2 separate regions of the Mus musculus genome follow, and region 1 is linked to region 2. The links are chromatin contacts, called in public Micro-C maps. All regions are on one chromosome and are shown on one strand. Each heading gives the region's core, a stretch centred on a gene start, on an enhancer-like site or on the middle of the called end of the contact. The rest is flanking DNA. Distances are from core to core; before and after follow the strand shown. Region 1 has its middle 45 kb from the start of C530043A13Rik. Region 2 overlaps Igfbp5 (insulin-like growth factor binding protein 5).

The links. Hi-C and Micro-C count contacts between places; a contact is called where the count stands out from the background.
Region 1: a contact with region 2 is called in a Micro-C map of granulosa cells, with 3 times the contacts expected there. The contact joins two enhancer-like sites. A contact is called at or near these places in 12 of 39 promoter capture datasets (the 3T3-L1 cell line, the C10 cell line, the HPC-7 cell line and 8 more), 1 of 15 datasets of contacts at CTCF or cohesin (pro-B cells), 8 of 484 Hi-C or Micro-C datasets (the G1E-ER4 cell line, the Patski cell line, adipose-derived mesenchymal stem cells and 5 more), 13 of 115 datasets of contacts at active chromatin or transcription factors (astrocytes, cardiomyocytes, craniofacial prominence and 7 more) and 1 of 9 other capture datasets (embryonic stem cells).

Annotation. Positions count from the first base shown.
Region 1 is chr1:73,482,759-73,488,111 of GRCm38.p6, reverse strand. No RefSeq gene overlaps it. Among named protein-coding and RNA genes, the nearest start is that of C530043A13Rik, 45 kb to the left of the region's middle. Within about 2 kb of position 2,916, at least 1 of the 459 cell types and tissues checked has an H3K27ac peak or open chromatin away from gene starts, as enhancers often do. A contact at or near this core is called in granulosa cells, where this site is marked.
Region 2 is chr1:72,868,210-72,873,978 of GRCm38.p6, reverse strand. It overlaps Igfbp5 (insulin-like growth factor binding protein 5), which reads left to right. Exons shown (of 4, transcript NM_010518.2): 1 at 1-173. Among named protein-coding and RNA genes, the nearest start is that of Igfbp5, 3.8 kb to the left of the region's middle. Within about 2 kb of position 3,203, at least 194 of the 459 cell types and tissues checked have an H3K27ac peak or open chromatin away from gene starts, as enhancers often do. A contact at or near this core is called in granulosa cells, where this site is marked.

The DNA of each region.
Region 1 (5,353 bases), core at 1,667-4,166, 610 kb before region 2:
AAGAGTTATGAACAGTGAGAACATCAGGTGATGTTTCTGTGTCCTATATTGACCCCATACCTGGGTGACACTGTTAGCAGAACATTATTGCTATGATGACCTTCTTCTGAGAGTTACCATCTTCAGGGATGGACAGCTGCTAGTGAGAGGATAATGTTCCGCACTTAAGCCTTTAGCTCTACCAACCTGCCACTATGCTGACCATTCCCACCTTCTCCTTCTGTGTTGCCCTCCACTAACCTTCTGTAGTACAGGAAACCCTGAGTGAAAGGCTGTTTGAGAAAGCAGCTTTGATCTTTGGTATCTCCATTAAGACTGTCTTTATATGAAGATCACTTACTGAAAGGAACTGGAATACAGACACCTAACAGAGGGTGGCAATGGAGAAAGTTATTTAGCAAAACTACTAGTTTGATCTATTGAGTGAATAAGTCATACTTTGGAGTCAGTGACTGACTATACACCAGACAAGAGAAAGCAACATAATGAAGGATATTAAAATGGAAGGATAGTCTTCTGGAGAGGAAAGGGACAAAGCTCTAGGCATCATGTAGACTTTGTTGATAAGGTCAAGGTCTGCTGATCAGACACCACTACCACTAGATTTATCATGGTGTGCGAGTGCAGGTAAATGTGCAAGATGCAAACATGAGTGTGTATAAGTGAGTGATTGTGTATATGTGTGTGAGCAAGCATGTGGGTATGTATGCTCATGTGATCATCTATAAGGGAGTGTCTTAGGGTTTTACTGCTGTGAACAGATGCCGTGACCAAGGCAACTATTATATGGGCAACATTTAATAAGGGCTGGCTTACAGGTTCAGAGGATCAGTCCATTACCATCAAGGCAGGAGCATGGCAGCATCCAGGCAAGCATGGTGCAGGAGGAGCTGAGAGTTCTATCTTCATTTGATGTAGGAGAAAACTAACTTGTCAGGCAGCTAGAAGTAGGGTCTCAAAGCCTACTCCAGCACTGACACACTACCTCCAAAAAGGCCACACCTACTCCAACAAGGCCACACCTATTCTAACAAGGCCACACTTACTCCAACAAGGCAACACCTCCTAATCATGCCAATCCATGGGCCAAGCATATTCAAACCACCACAGTAGGTGTGATAGTATGTGTGTGTGTGTGTACTTTGTGAAAGTGTGTGGTACTTTTGTGAACATGTGTGTGAGTGCATGCATGTGAGAGCATGAGTCTGTGCATGTGTATGTATAATTGTGAGATTGTGTGTATTTGAGTGCATATATGAGTATGAGCAATTCAGAGTTTTGTGTGCATATGGCTTTCAGAGTGTGCATGTCTAGATGTGCAATCATGTGTGAGTGTGAATGTGAGGGCATTTGAGCAAATGTATGTAGGTGAGTGTGTTTGCGAATTTAAGATGTGTGTGTGTGTGTGTGTGTGTGTGTGTGTGTGTGTGTGTGAAGGTAAGCATGGATCTGTGAGCATGTTTCTGTGTGAATGTATGTGTGAGTTGTAAGTTTAGGATTATGTCCTTGGGTGTGAATATGGGAGTGTGCTAATGTCTGAGTGTGTGATCCTATAATTGTGTATGTTTGTATGCAAATGCATATGTGTATGCATGTGTGTGCACATGTGTGTGTGTTCAAGCTCTCCTGCTCATACAAGCATGATTGTTCTTATCTTTGGGCCTCTTCCTGCAATTTTGTCCTTTATGTCATTCTGATACTAGGCACCGAAACCAACCATAGAGCCTTTAAAAGGAGTTCTTTCTCTGCTCTCAGTCCCTCATGAGATGCACTGCTTTCTTCATGCTTTAAAAAAGGCCACAGAGGGGCCTTTAGCAGATTTTGTTAGGCCAGTCTAACTAGGCTGTATACTATACACTTCCAATTGTAGACACTGTGGAACAGGGAGAAATGCAGAGTCATAAAAAACTACATGGTTGCCAGGGGCTGGTGAAGAGAAAACAAAATTACCTGAGAATAGTGGAGCTGATTCAAGTGCCACCATCAGGGTAGGAAAGTAACAGTGTGCATTTTCAAAAAACCAGAAAACAAACTCTAATCCAAGCTGTGGACATTAGTGAAGTGGAAAACATCAATATTACCACCATGATTGTAGCCAGCACATCACTTGAGTGCTGCCCAAGAAGCAAAAGTAGATCTCTCCCTGTCTGACCTCCCTCCCTTGTGTGTGTGTGTATGTGTTGCACACATACACTATGTGGGGATTCTCTGCATCTTCTGTTCTCCCCTTACACACACACATACACACACACACACACACACACACACACACGCACACACACACACACACACACACACACACACACACAGAGGAAACTACTCTAAAAGTTAACGTCTGTTGATTAGAAAAAAGACTTCAAACTACAAGGATTGTCTTTCCTAGTTCTGTCTCTTTTCTTTCATAAGGAAACCCTGAGGGTGACTTACACTTGCTGAGGATAAAACTTAGATCCATAAATACTCCTACATTGTCAGCAGTTCACTAAAACAAAATACCAAATTATCATTTCAACCCTATTCAGAAGCCATTGGCACATGTGTGGTCCAAGTATTGAACTGAGTTTGAGTACGTCTCAGGTTAATGAGATGGCCTTTGTCCTCTCAGTTCTGTTTTTACATAGCTTAGTGTCTTGGTCTTTGCCTTGGGCCTTCTCACTGATCCCCAAGGAGACTGTATAGCAAGCTTGTGAGCAGCAATCCTGTAGGAAATGATAGCACCTTTTCTTTCCCTTTGCCTGGTTGGAAAGAGTTGTACCTCAACTTCTTGAGCATCTAAGAGATGGTTTGGGAATCTACCATGTTTAATCTTAGAGTAAGGGCCATTATTTTACAAACCTTGGTCACACATATCTGTGATGATTCATGAAGAGTCTCCAGATATTTATTTAATGAGAGGACCAAACCCAAACAGAGCGTCATGTGGTTACAGAAAGAATTTTAAACAAAGGCCTTGAGTGGGGTGCGACTCCTGTCTTCTATAAACAGCATCCCCTAAACATCATTTTGTTGGTTATTCCACAAGGGCTGGAGTTGCCAGTCCCAAGACACTCGAACCACAGGGCACTGAACTTCTTTAAAGTAGAGAAACCAGCCTGGGCCTCTGGGAACAGTGGGTTTATTATAGGTAGACTGGCTAGCCTGATAAGCAGACAGTTTTAGGAGTTAGAATGTCCTCGTTTTCAGCTCCCAAGGAAGGTTTATGGACATAGGAAGATATGCCGGACTCCAAGATGTGAGACACTGTGCTAAGCATTTCACATGGGCCAGTGCATTTAACCCTAGGAGAAGGACATTAGGTCCTTCTGGTCACAGATGTGGATGCTAGGCAGGGAGGGAGAAAATCAATCCAAGGAGAATGGGCAAGAACACTGCTCTAGAGCTGCTGTTATCCAGTGGTGACATCATCCTTGAATGACCCAACCACAAGCCAGATGTATTATTTAGAATCTTCTGGTGGGCACATAAAAAGTATAAAAAAAAATAAAGCAATCAAGAGAAGTTAATGTTTTATTTAGCCCAACACATCTAATATACCCTCATTTCAACATTTATCTAATGTTCCCTCCTTTTGGTTATTGTACAAAAGCATCAGAATTCATTTCAGGTTTTATGCTTACAATCTACTCCCCTAAGGAGGCTACTCACATTTTAGATCACCCATGGTTCAAAGTTGCTGTATCACACAGCACATACTAGGTCTCCTCTCTTCATCCTTGGATCAGGATGCATCCTTTAAAGTTTGCTTTGCTCTGTCGTTTTACTGAATTGTGCTTTTATATGATGCCCTTGATTTGGGGTGAAGAACACACCCTGTGGAATGTTGCAGTCTTTGCTGCTGGTGGCTGTTACCAGATCTTTCTCTGCCTTCAATACCCCAAATATTACACTGTTGATCTTTCAAAATGCTGTGCCTCCTTCCTTATAATAATTTGTATTTTCTAGCTGGTTCTGTTTTGTTTTGTATTAGCTACCAGGAGGCTCGGGCCCAAATTGGACTTGATTGCAGCTATGGATTAATTCAATTCTTGAGTTAATGATGAACTATAATGACATGGTTTGTTGAGTGTTCTGGCCCTCATAAATATACACCATGTGTTCCCAGTAAAGTTTTCCTACTGAAGTTGAAAGTGAAAAGATTTGCTTGAGTTGAAAGTGACTTAGGCTTTGTCTGGTAGTGGATAAATGGTATTCATTTTGTCCTAAGAAAAAGGGCACTCCAAAAATTTAGTCTACAAACATCATTGGCAAGTATACTATTATGAGACCGAGCATTGGTGTGTGTGTGTGTATTTAAATTTACTTTTTTTTCCAGACAGCGTTTCTCTGTATAACCCTGGCTGTCCTGGAACTCTGTAGAAGAGGCTGGCCTCCTCAGAAATCTGCCTGCCTCTGTCTCTCCAGTACTGGGTTTACTTTTGAAGCTTTCAATGCATGTTTTTTTTTTCCTTGAAAATTCTTAAACTGTGCTTCCAAAATTAAGTCACTGAGTTTAAGTCTTCCCTTTGTGTAACAAAGAAAGGAAAGAAGGGTAGATTATACTTTCCTGGTAATACAAGAGAAGTGTGCCTCCCTCTGTAGAAATGGTACACAGAGTAAGGTTACTCTTGATTACAGTCAGAATTTACATACTTTTAATACAGAATGTGTGTGTATAGGGTGATAGGTGAGTGGTTTCTCTACACTGACTGGGACACATAACTGTCATTATCATCTGAAAGTTAAGAAACATCATATCTAGGGAAAGATGTGCACATCTGGACTTCAACTGTAGTCTTGTTTTGGTATTAAGAAAAGGATATGGGAACACAGAGGAAGCAATGAGCTTCTTTTCTCAGTTGTTCAAAGACTTCCAAGTCATCTTTGATTATCCCCTTTTCTCCCACTGTTCACCTCCCGACAATCACCATTTTTCTTATTGTTTGCTGGATACTTCGAGAAAGTGAAGTTTACATTGTTGACATTAATTAATAGTCAAGCACAAAAGAAAATAAAACCTTTTAGGTTCAGATAGTAAGTCAGAAACACAGGAGAAAGGGGATGCAAGCCTAGGGGAAGGAGTTTGACATGTGATAAGGTAGCAGACTCAGAGATCCAAGCAGCCAGCACAGGGGGCACCCTAAGATTGAGTGGTCCTATAATGATGCAAGGTCAGATTGGTTCCCTTCTAGATATAACCATTTCTATTATCAGGCGTCACTTTGAAGACACATTCAGAATTCCACCTTCACCGTTGCCACTCTGGTCTGCTCAGTCTGCGAGTGTAATTGTCATACTTCAGCTACGGAGTTAACAGGATGCAGACTAGAACAGTCAAATTAGCGATTGCTGTTCTAGGGAGAGTTTTGTTACACAC
Region 2 (5,769 bases), core at 1,954-4,453:
CTGCATGACTTGCGCCCTGGCGGAGGGACAGTCGTGTGGCGTCTACACGGAGCGCTGCGCCCAGGGTTTGCGCTGCCTCCCCCGGCAGGATGAGGAGAAGCCGCTGCACGCCCTGCTGCACGGCCGCGGGGTTTGCCTCAACGAAAAGAGCTACGGCGAGCAAACCAAGATAGGTGAGCGCTACTGGGGTTTCAGTTGCACGGCACAGGAGCTGGGGAGGGAGGCACCTTGGATGGGTGGGGACCGGGGACCGATTGGGAACCCGCGCGCTTTGCGCGCGCAGCAAGTGGCTTAGACCCTAGTAGCTCCTGAGAGTAGATGGGGTGGGTCCTTGCACCTCACACTTGAATCCCTGGCAGAGCAAGCTATCCTAGGCGGCTGTCTAACCGTCTCTACCAGTTTACACTTCATCTCCACCCCAACCCGACCCTCCCCCACTCCTAACTCGTGGCAATTCTGACTCTGAGCTCCTTTTGAGTCTCAAAGTCCAAATCCCAAGAGAATCCTCTCTGAAAAAGAACAGGTTAAATTATCAACTCCCTTCTCCACCCCAACCCCGTACTTTTCTCCCTAAACTTTAGAAAATCCTTTCTGTTAAAAGGTCATTTTAATTGGAATCTGAAGATGCGTTCCATCTTTAAAGCTAATTCTACCTTGATCCCTCCAAGCCTCACCCCTCCGCCCCCATCTCAGTGCCTCTAAATTTATCTCTCACTCTATTCCTATTTGCTCAGGAGCGCGCGCGCGCGCGTACGCGCGTACATCCCCCCCCCCCACTTGACAACTAATGTCTTTTGGGTGGAGGTATTGAGAGCTCACCCACACGTACACTTGCTGCTTTTGAATTGATATGATTGATTATGATCGATGAAACATATTAGACTGTAAAACGTCTCTCTTTTTTCCTCCCAGGAAGAGAAAGAATACTTCGGGAGGGCTGGGGTAGGGCGTGGGGTATGAGCTGAAAGAGTTTGGTGTTCTGTGCTGAATGTTCGTCCCTGAATCTAATGGTTTTTTTTCCCCTCCTAAATTCAGATTTTAGTTAAGATAAAAAGATGGACACAGGTTTGAGAGGTGAAGAGGGATGTGGGGGTGAAGACATCCTCAAGTTCCCACTGGATGCTGGCCCTCTCCATCTCCCTTCCCTCTCTCCTCACTCCACCCCCACCCCCAGCAGCCCCACCCTCCACCCATCACTTAAACCAGACTAAAAGTGAGTGTGGCTAAGTGCGTGAGGGGCCCTGGAAACACAGAATGCAAAACTCAAGGGGCGGAGACAGGAAGACCACGCTCTGGGAGCCACCCCTCCGTTTGCCCCGCCCCCTCTTGCCCCGCCTCCAAATTCTCCGTGCCTGGAGTCTGTGGTTTAAATGATTGACAGAGCTTCTTGTTCAATCAAAACAGTTTTGCCTCGAGCTAGGTTTCTTGGGGGAGTTACCTGATTATATATTTTTATCAAATTATTTTTATATTTATATATTATAAATATTTAAGCTTAACCAACAATGCACAAAATCTGAGCTAGGAGAGATGTTAAGACTTAGCTAAATGTTTATTTGGTGCGGTTCCTTACAAAGATAAAGCCCTTCTCACCACCTGTCGTCCTCCATTACTCCAACGTGAGGAGGTTTGTAATTTTTCTGAACGCAAGCTAAAGACCTATGGATTCCACCACGTAGGAGGGTACGTGAGTGCCCATCAGTAGATAGCAGAGCTTGCGTGAGCTCAGCCTCTCTCCCCGGAAATTGCAAGTTTGAGCTATCGTGAGAAGTTGCATAATGAGGGGGTTGGGGGCATACAAACCGCGGAAGCCCCCAGAGACCGATTTTTTAGGTTATTTCTATTACATTTTTGCCTGCTGAAGCCGTAGGAATCCATCACCTGGCTTGGAGACAAAAAGGTTGGCTAGCAATCCCATCACAGCCGAATTGCGCAAGTTATGACTCCGCAGTATCCTCGCCCCACTTTTATTTGCCCAGCCAAGCGGTAGATAGGGAGTAGCTAGGAATAAAAGGAGTGAGCTCTGTGCGCACTCACTCACGCAGATGCTGGACCAGCAAAGAGGCAGCATCCTACTTCCCAAGTGGACCCAGTGCACACGCGCGCGTGCACGCATACATGCACACACGTACGAACCATATTTTTGTCCCGCGCCAGATCGCTTTAGAATTCTCTGCAGCCGAAGCAACCAGAAGCAACACCCTCTCCTCGCCCTCACTCCAACCCCAGCCCGCGTCAGGCAGGTGCCTAACAGCCTACAATTGCACCCTGGCTGCCGACCACAGTGGCAAAGGTTAATACCTTCCTCCCGAATGGGAGCCGGCTCTCGGAGAAGATCCTTCGAGCCATTATTTGGATGCCCACCCCCCCCCCAAAAAAAAGCTAAAGATGACGTCATTCTTAAAGAAAGGAAAATGGATAATGAAGAGAGGAGATTGTCTTCTGGGTCCTTTAGGAGAAATTCTTGCTCCCTAGGCCCCCTCCCCCACCACTGAAATCTGAGTAGTGTGAGCTTGGACAATCCTCTTCTCCCGCAGTTGGAAGCTATAATATACATATGTTGTATTTATATTTGGTATGCAACCAAAAATATATATTATATATTCATATTATTATATTATGTAACACCCCCACCCCCCAGTACAGTGAGTTTCTAGATTGAGAAGTGAGGAGCGAAGGAGAGGTGGCTGGCAGCCAAAGCTTCGGGAGAGGGAGGTGTACGCAGGCAGGCGGAGCCTGGGGTTTTGCTGGTTGCGTTGCTTGGCAACTGGAGAGGGAGTCGCCTAGATGTCCAGGGCTTGGAGCGCGCCTGGCCCTGCATTTTCTTTTGGCCAGTTCAGGGGCCAGCGATAGATACAGAAGGCAGTGTGTGTGAGGCTAAGGGGACTAGGGACACAGGGGTTTCTAGGACCAAGAAAGATGAGCCTCGATGGATCAAGGAAGGCCTAAAATGTGTTGAGGGCATTCTCTAGAAAATGTGCTTTCAGCGGTGGGAGCCTAACATACCGGAGAATCTGGGGAGTGTCTCCTGAGCTAGCAGAAACGCAAAATCTGAGATGTGGAGAGCAGAGGGCTGTGAATGTCAATCCTGTCATTGAGAAATAAGGCAAAGAGCAACATAAAAAAAAAATGTGCTTCTGGGAAACCAAGGGGAGGGGTACATTATGTAAATGAAAATGAATTCGGCCTTTGCTTCTTGGGCGGCTTTGGTCTCCATCGACCTGGCTTCAGCTCCAAGCCTAGTCCAAATGCCACGCTGAAGTTAACCCAGACTAAGACTTTTTGGCCAAATTCATGTCTGGATTGAACAAGGTTATGAAAAATTGAAGGAGCCAGATGACTTTCCCGCCGCACGCCCTCCTCTGAAGCAAGTCTGTGAGTGAGGGCTATGCCGAAGCCAACCAAAACGGGAGTTGGGCGAGAGGGATGGCTTTAACGTTTCTTGCCTTTGCCCCCATCTTTCTGCTGTGTCAGCAAGGCTTAGAGGAGACAGCACAGCTGGCCCAATGAAGCTGCTTTTCTTTCCAAGTCCCTTTCCCCCACGCCCCCACGGACTTCGGTAGCCTCTCCTCCGCTCCCCTAACCCCTCCCTCATGTCCACGCCCCAACTGAGGGCGGAGTTTTAAATCTGAGCAGTTCCGCCTTTGCCCTCTCGCTTTAAGCAAGCAGCCACCTGCAGCTGCACGGGCAGGGCCAAGCTGATCCCCCAGCCAGAGGTCACGGAGCTGGTTAGAACGGAGGACACGGAAGCAAGATTCCCTGCTGACCGGGTCCCGCTTTCTTAATTCAGGGAGGAGGAGCAAGAGGGACGGAAAGATTTACCAAAAAAAAAAAAAAAAAAAAAAAAAGTTTTACTTTGCACCCAAGCAGCCCATGCCTATGAAACCTTGAAGTATTTAATGTGGAGAAAAATGAAAATTGAAAGAAGGGATTATACCCTCCAGAGCCACAACGTTCAGAAGGTGGAGGAACTCTGTATATAATCAAGTATGAACAAGGGGCACCCCTTAGGAGCCAAGAAGCGAGGGGATGGTTACCAGGAGCCACAGCTAGCAAGTGGGAGGGGTTTTGTTCCATTGTAAGTTTGCACTTTTGCCAATTAGGTGAAAACTAGCAATTCTCAAAGGCTACCATTACATTTCTAACTGGGTAGACTATTCAAGGCAATAAGATTAGTCACATGTCTGCAGAAACAGGCAAATAACCGAGGACTGTGATGCATATGTCTGCTTCCCATTTCTTATAAAACATAAATCCAGATGAGTAACTAGACATTTGTTTGTATGGAGAAGTGGCCTTTTCTGCCTGGCCACATGTCTTAGCTGTGTCCTAGCAACTCTCCAGGAATTGTCTGGATAGTGTCCAAAGAACCTTAAAGCTGGAAGTAAACCCAGGGCTACCCTCATGGTCAAGGGCCCCACTTTACAGATAAAGACATTGAGACCTAAAACAGTAAGCCACTTGCCCAAGACAAGATCTGTGGTTGTCAGGACTTGAACTTGGCTTCTCCCTAGGGGCTGAGGCACTCTGCCCTGCTATTTCTGCTATTTCTGGCTCCTTCACTAGTCACTAGGGCTCTTGCCTAGGCCTGGTCTAACCTTGCAACCTTGGCCAACATTGCCAAATGCTACCTTCCAGTGGTAGGTGTTCTGAAAGCAAAGAGGAAACCCCTCCACTTAGGGGTGCTCTATTCTGTGGGCCAGAGAAGTATCAAAGTGACCTAAAAGTGGGAACTCCAATACCCTCTTGGAGGAATGGCTTCTTCCGTCCCCTTTTCTACACAGTCTCCCAGACAGCTGGCTCAGGCCAGTGGTTTGGCCAGAGAAAGTGAGCAAGGAGGGTTTGAAGGGACGGCATTCAGCACAGCCTCCGTGTCTATGGGCCAAACCTCATTTCCTGAACACAAGGAGTTCTCCTAATGTGGCAGGCAGGTCTTTGCAGCCCTGTGGTTGTCCATGCTTCCTGCCTCTCTGGAGAACATAGTACTTCAGTCCGTGGTCTACTGCCTGTGGTAGCCTGTCTCTAATGGCATAGGTCTCCCCTGGGGCTGGCAAACTGCATAATGAGACCTGAGGTAGAGTGGACTGACAGAAGTAACTACGGGGTTTCTACATCAGAAAGAAGGGGAGACCATCCATCAGGAAAGCTGATAGAGGAAGCCTCAGGAACGCCTTGTGAACATACTGGGGTATGCCTCGGGTTTTCAGCAGGCCTGCCTTTGGCTGAGAGGTTTTAGGGGTTCGGGTTACTCAGAGGCTATGCCAAGACTCATGCTAACTTGCCCCAGAGGCTGAGGAAGCTCTTTCCTTTGGGGTTGTTGGGGAAGGAAGCAGATAACGCAAGCCTATCTTCCCAGTAGGGTCTACCAGCTGAGCCTTTAGGCTCAACCAAATAGTTTATCTTACACTTTAGCCTTCAACCTAAACTGTCAGATCAACGGCCTTTCCCTGCCAAGTCTAAAGGCCTTCAATGAAACTGTACTCAGAACAGGGCCTCATATGATACCTCTACCAATCTGTGAATTTATATAGGATCTAGTTATTTGCTCTCTAAGCTCTGTCCATCAGGGCTTCCATGGGGAACATCTCTCTGTCCCCTCTAAAGGCGTGTCTCCTTCAGGAGTCTTTAGACTAGCACATCCAACCAAAATATAATACAAACCACATACATAACGTTTCATTTTCCAGGGACCACAATTTTCATACTTTTTTTTCTAGCAGCCAAAAATTTTCAAGGTTAAGAAGAAGCAGAGGAAATGTATTTTACTGG